Linked DNA regions of Rattus norvegicus: region 2 is linked to region 1. A link is a contact called in public HiChIP or PLAC-seq data. All regions are on one chromosome and are shown on one strand. The core of a region is the stretch at or near the end of the contact, and the rest is flanking DNA. Distances in the headings are between cores, read along the strand shown. Region 1 has its middle 190 kb from the start of Arhgap12. Region 2 has its middle 130 kb from the start of Ndufb3l3.

Region 1 (3,106 bases), core at 275-2,774:
TTCTTTGTCTTCTTGCCTTTCTTGACCAGTGAAGTTATAAAGACCAAATAACCCAGCGGACATTAATTAATTGAGTATGTTAATGGCACTCTAAAAGGAAAAAAGCTATTGGTTTTAAAAGTCACTTGGTAAGATAGCCGAGGCCGCCTTGGTTCGGTGGCATAAAACTTGGCTGGCCTTAAAGTAGCATAAGATTTTTAAGAAGTCTGGTTGTCGTTCATCCTCCAGCCAACATGAAAGTAAATGTTCTTTTTTTATAAAGTTTTTTGATTTATTATATCTAAGTACACTGTCGCTGTCTTCAGACACATCAGAAGAGGGCATCAGATCCCACTACAGATGGTTGTGAGCCACCATGTGGTTGCTGAGATTTGAACTCAGGACCTCTAGGAAGAGCAGTCAGTGCTCTTAACCACTGAGCCATCTCTCCAGCCCGAAACTAAATGATCTTACAAATGCTTTCAATGCAATGCCAGGAAGACCCGATGGGTGAGCAACCACAGGGCCTGGGAAATACACAGAACCACACTCTTTTGACAACCCACTCCTGTCCTTTTTTTATTCTCTATGAGTTTCTATGCCTGTAAATTTGCCACCTGTGTGGAGGTCAGAGGACAATTTATGAAAGTCAGTTCAATTTTCTTTCCACGTGGGTTCCTGGGATTGAATTTAGGTCCTCGGATTAGCAGTAAGTGCCTTTACCCACTGGGCCATCTCAAGGGTCCCATTCTTTCTAACATCATGAATTGTATTGGCTCCTAAGTAATGCATCTGATTTTATCTATAAGAACAATAACTTACATGTGCAACCCTCGTCTGCTCCTCCGAGCACTTTCCAACCCGTGTGCCTCTACTTGGCCTGTATAGAGGTGGTGTTGCCAGAGGGCACTACGCTGCTCACTCAAACTCCAGGACAGCTGGTGAGCAGGCTCTGACCTGCAGCCCCTCTGCATCCACAGAGCCTGCCAGAACCACAACAGGACGCAGGTGGAGAGTACAGGCGATCACCCGTCACCATGGTGACCTCACAGCCTGCAGCTGCTCCGCCATCACAAAGGTGTCTGAATGGCTTCCAAGGAAAGGCTGTGGGCAGTGGGCAGCTCCAGCTGAGTCCAAGCCTAGGGAAGTCCTGGCCACTGACTTAGCAAAGCCGATTGCTTCTCTTGGGGCTCCCAGCAGAAGTCAGGGTTCTCTAGAGAGCAAGACTTTGCCAGGAAGCCTAAGACATGCCTCCTGGCACCAATGTGCTTGGCTTCATCAGAAAGTCTTGGTGCCTGGGATAAAGCCCACAGACAGAGTCCGTCTTTTCTTTCCTCATAACTGAATTATGGGGAATCTTGGGTTTAAATCAAAACTTGATTTAAACCCCTTATCCACTTGGCATCAAGCCCGTTTTGTAGCCGTTTCTATCAGGAGACCTTCCAAAGCCTTCCAAATACAAACCCAGAAGAGGCATCTGCCCTTGAACCTAGCAATGTCTAGTAGTCCCTCCCCTTCGATGTCTGTGGTAACCCTGCCCTGCTCCTCCAGCCCTTTGCTGCAAACTGCAGGCATTTGGCACACACAAAGCCCAGCCAGGCCTGCACCCAAGGGAGCTCAACAGCTGGCAAGCCTCTCAGTTAGGCTTTAGAGAGGAGAGGAGGTCAGTGTGGGTGGGGGAGGGGTGTCCTGATGGGACATCTCCAGTAAGACATCTGCTTCCCAGGCCAGCAGATCTGAAGGGCGGATGCAGAAGATGGGGGTGGGGTGACAAAGGGCAGCTTTGCCAAGCCCCACACTGCTCCCACTCTTTGGAGGTGGCTGCAGCCTGTCCCCTTTCAATGCCTGTCTCCTCTCCCCTCCCCCTTGTCAGCTGGCGTCTCAGCAAAGAGAAGTGTCACAAGCAAACAAAGCTGTCGGCTGGCAGCTGTCCCAGCCTGGCCTCTACTCCCCCTATGAAGCCCACTGAGCACCAAAGACCCTTTCCAATGTGCTGAGCCCACTCCCAGGCAGCCTCTGGGACCTGGCCAGGTCAGTATAGGACACCTCTTTGCTTCCATGGTCTAATCTGACACCCTGGCAGGTGCCGGGACTGATGAACTCAGACCTTGTAGGCCAGGCAGCTGCCTCAGGAAATGGAGGGACTGAGGCAGAGGGAACCTGGGCTAAATCCTCACTAATTCATGAATCTGGAGCCTAATTGGCAGCCCCAGAGAAAACATGTGCGCGCGTGCGTGAGTGCGCGCGCGCACACGCGCACACACACACACACACACACACACACACACACACACACACTCGAGCGCCTGATGGACACTGGAATTCCGGCCCCTGTGAACTGAAGGAATTTGTTTGGAGTGAGCACTAATTCCAAGAGCACTAATTCTAACGGTGTTTCTACAAGTTTGATTAGAAGCCTATACTCTCTGATTAGTGCACAGATTTAAAATTAAACAAACCGTTCTTAAACAAACTGTTCTGGCCTCTCCAGCTTATAAACTGACAGAAGGCTGCAGCCCTTAGGCAGCTTGCAGTGTTTACATCCACATACGCTGCTGCCTGTTGTCAAGAGAGGAAAGCAACCTTTCCTATCCTATTGAGAGACAGTATTGAAGGTGGCCTCCCAGCTCAGACATAGAGGTGACATTGTCCCTAGTAACCAGTGGCACCCATGTGTTCCAGAAAGTACTGTCCTGCTGGCATAAGCAGTCCACAGATGCTCCTGTCTAGATGTTCCCAACAGAGTACAATAGCGTTAGTGACAACCCTGGCTTTGTTGCTCCATGGCCAGCAGCCTGGCGCTGCCCCCTGTTTATCATCCACTGTCTGCCCACTGACTTCCTGGCTCTGATCTTCCTTCCCACACTCCTGGTGACTGAGAAACCTGTCATACTCATAGACATCAGGTTGTCTTACAGGCGACGAAAGTGCAGCCTCCCCCTAAATACACCTCTCCAGGGTCATCCTCCACTTACAGCACACTGGTGGCCAAGGATCCCCAGTGCAGCTGTGAATTCTGTGCATTGCATAGTTTCATGTGCTGTGGTGCAGGTCCCAGGGAAGGCAGACGACTCAGGCCAGATGGAGACTGTGCGTCCCAAAAGCTAACCCTGGCTTAGGCACACAG
Region 2 (3,106 bases), core at 262-2,761, 860 kb before region 1:
AGGCTCCAGCCCCATATGTAGCAGAAGATTGCACCGTCTGGCATCAATAGGAGGAGAAGCCCTTGGTCCTGCGAAGGTTCATTTCCCCAGTGTTGGGGGATGCCAGGGTGTTGAGATGGGAGTGAGAGCATCTTAATAGAAGCAGAAGGAGGGGGAGGGGATGGTGGGAGAGGGAGGAAAAGGGGATAACATTTGAAATGTAAATACATAAACTATCCAATAAAATAATTAATAAATGAATAAATAAATAAGAACATAAATTCATATTAAATGTATAAGCTATGTGCCTAGCCTGGGCAGATAGAACACTATGCTAGCTTATCCCCCATCTGTGAGGCCCTTTGCTACTTGCAGTTTCCATGCGGTTCTGCTCCATCTCAACTTCTTCCTCCTCTTCTGTCCTCTCCTTGCCTTCTCCTCTCTCTCCCTGCCTCTACTCTCAAAGATCTCTTGTCTCACCTTTCTCCTCCACTGTCCAATCACAGGCTCACCTTTATTGACCAGATAAAATAGGGAGACAGCTCACATGGGATCAATCTAGTACATGATCAACTGCTTTCTGGAGACAGCAGAATTAACATCAGAATTCGAACAGCATCAGGATTACCCACAACAGAGGTTGTCTTTCTCAAGGAAACTTGAGGCCATTCATTTGACTAGTCTGGGTGGCCAATGAGGTCCAGTTACCCTCTGTCTCTGGCTTCTCCATTGCTGTTGTTGGTGTGCGCTACTGAGCCCAGCTTTTGTGTGGGTGGTAAGGAGCCAGGGTTCTGACGCTTGCGTCATTGGCACTTTACTGAGCCACCTCTCTAGCACAAAGATGAATTTTTCCAAGTTAGATATGGTATCAACAAACTATATGTAATTATATGTAATCATGTATTCGTAAAGCTCTCTTAATGACTAGAGGCAATGTGTGCAGTGTTTAGTGAGAAAAGTAGGCTACAAAATGTTATACAAATGACCATAATTATGTTTAAAAGTATGTGCATAAAAAGATTATCTGATTCTATGGTCTTTCCAGGGGGAGATAACAGGTGTCTTCATTCCCTTCATTTTGATTCCTTCTATGGCCTTGTTACTCTTGTGTAAAATGAGAGCGCACTGTTTTCCCAGAAGGAAAAATGACACTGTATTACAAGTTAGTTGCTAATGGGTGGATGTCTTACAGAGTTCTCTCAGGCTATGTGCCTGAGAAAGCCCAGTGGGCAGCTTATGAGACATGCAGCCTTTACTACCATCGAGCTGCTTTCGGCTCCTCTGACCTCAGCAGCCTCATCTATGAAATGGGAACGCTGGTTTGCACCCATCTGAAGCCAGGTGGTCAAACCATGTGCCACATAAAACGCTTTGCCAGCTCTGGTGTTTCCCAGTCCCTTTTGCAGGGTCACTTCTCCACCAGTGTGAGAACTGGAGATTAGGATCCGGCTGGGTGGGGAAGTGAGAGCACGGAGGCTGTGTGTTCTTCTATGCTGGGGCTGAGCATGTGATGACAGAGGACCCATTCAGGAGCTGCAGCTGCCTGGGCCCAGGCAGGCCTGCCCAGCCAGCTCCCGGTGGGAGTTTTGCAAGAGGCCAGCCCCAACTCTGTCCTTTCTTCTTTCCGGCTGTCATACTGCCAGCTCTTGTCACCACAGAGACATTTGATTCTGGGCCTCAAAGCTTCTTTAGTGGGGTCCCATCTGCAGTTCCCTTCCACCAAAATACTTCAAGTGTCAAAGGCTGCCTGAGTAGAATTCCACATCCTTCCTGCCTACCCTTTCCCTTTGTTGGAGATGAGTAGGAGGATAACCTTCTCCTGTTTAGAATATTCCATCAGAGACCCCAAAGCTTGTGTGAGAATGTAGAGTCACGGGAGCTGAGTGCAAAAGACAAGTTGTCCCAGACACACCAAGTTCAGGAAAGAAGTGTAGGCTGCTGGGGACTGGCCTACCTGGAATTACCACAAAGACACCTGAACAACATCCAGGCATACCATCCTACAAAGGGCTCCCCCTGAGGAGTAGTCCGACCTCTAAGAGAGTCACTGTAGCCTCTCTGGCACAGGGCTTAGTGAACCAGTGAGGTGACAGGGTGCTTACCCTGTGGTTCATCATAGAGGAGTTTCCTCTATCCGCTTCTGGCTGTCTTCATTGTAAAGCTCTTTACTGAGCCCATGCTGTGCTGTGGGAAGTGAGAAGGAAACTGTCCTTGGGGTAGAGAGACTATCTCCTGGAAACAGTGGAGTCGCAAAGCAGCCGCTGCTGACTGTAAAAGCCACCGGAGGAGGCTGAGGTGACATTTGTGATAGCCAGGTGCTGGATGCCACCCAAACACTGCAACCCTGCAATGACTAAGCAAATCCAGAGCTGTTCCCATGCCAGACCACTGCAGAGCCATTTGGAGAGGCAGGCGGGCTGCCCATGTCCATACATGGAAGCATGTCTCTGAAGTATGAGGTTTGAAAGGGGATCGCAAAGTGTCGTGCGCACTGTTTCCCAGATGTATAAACATCTGTCAAGCTGCCTACAAAGTCTGAGAAAGGCAGTGGGGGCCTGAAAGGAGCCGAGAGGCTGCTGGGTCAGCTTCCTGCCTTTGTGAAGCTAGCGTTTAGAAAGGCTAATGTCGCCACCAGAGACTCTGAAAGCAGTTCCCTGGAGGGTGGGAAACTGGAGGCAGAGGCTATGGTGTCTGAGCAAATGGAGGAAGCATTTGTGGATTTGAATAAAGGGAACAGAGTCGTTCCAATAAGATCATTTGTGTCCCTCTCCCTGAGTCTCTTCCACCACAGACACTGAGGTGGACGCTCTTGAGGGTAGCATGGAGACCTCAGGAAGGATTTGAGGGCAGGTGCTTGTGGTTCAGTAGGAGAGACTACTGGCCAGCAGGAGCAGGGGTTCTATCCCCAGCGCTGCAAAACATCAGAGGGATCACAATAAATTAAAACCCTGCCTCTGAGATCAAAAGCAACAACCCAAATCTAGGAAGATTCCTTTCTGAAAGGGCCAGGCACAGAAGGTGACAGGGACAGGCTCTTTAGAACCTTCCTGAAGACTACACAGACCTGTTTCCTGCTGGTAGGGGGCCTCAGGCTCATCCTTGTTCCACACCCTGGTATTGCAGTACC

Evidence for each region. HiChIP or PLAC-seq counts read pairs in DNA pulled down with a chosen protein or histone mark.
Region 2: an H3K27ac HiChIP or PLAC-seq map of oligodendrocytes shows a contact between it and region 1, with 8 times the contacts expected there. The contact joins two enhancer-like sites. A contact is called at or near these places in 3 of 12 Hi-C or Micro-C datasets (Schwann cells, frontal cortex and hepatocytes) and 1 of 1 datasets of contacts at active chromatin or transcription factors (oligodendrocytes).

What each region holds. Positions count from the first base shown.
Region 1 is chr17:56,470,174-56,473,279 of GRCr8, reverse strand. No RefSeq gene overlaps it. Among named protein-coding and RNA genes, the nearest start is that of Arhgap12, 190 kb to the right of the region's middle. Within about 2 kb of position 1,524, at least 54 of the 93 cell types and tissues checked have an H3K27ac peak or open chromatin away from gene starts, as enhancers often do.
Region 2 is chr17:57,326,841-57,329,946 of GRCr8, reverse strand. No RefSeq gene overlaps it. Among named protein-coding and RNA genes, the nearest start is that of Ndufb3l3, 130 kb to the right of the region's middle. Within about 2 kb of position 1,511, at least 64 of the 93 cell types and tissues checked have an H3K27ac peak or open chromatin away from gene starts, as enhancers often do.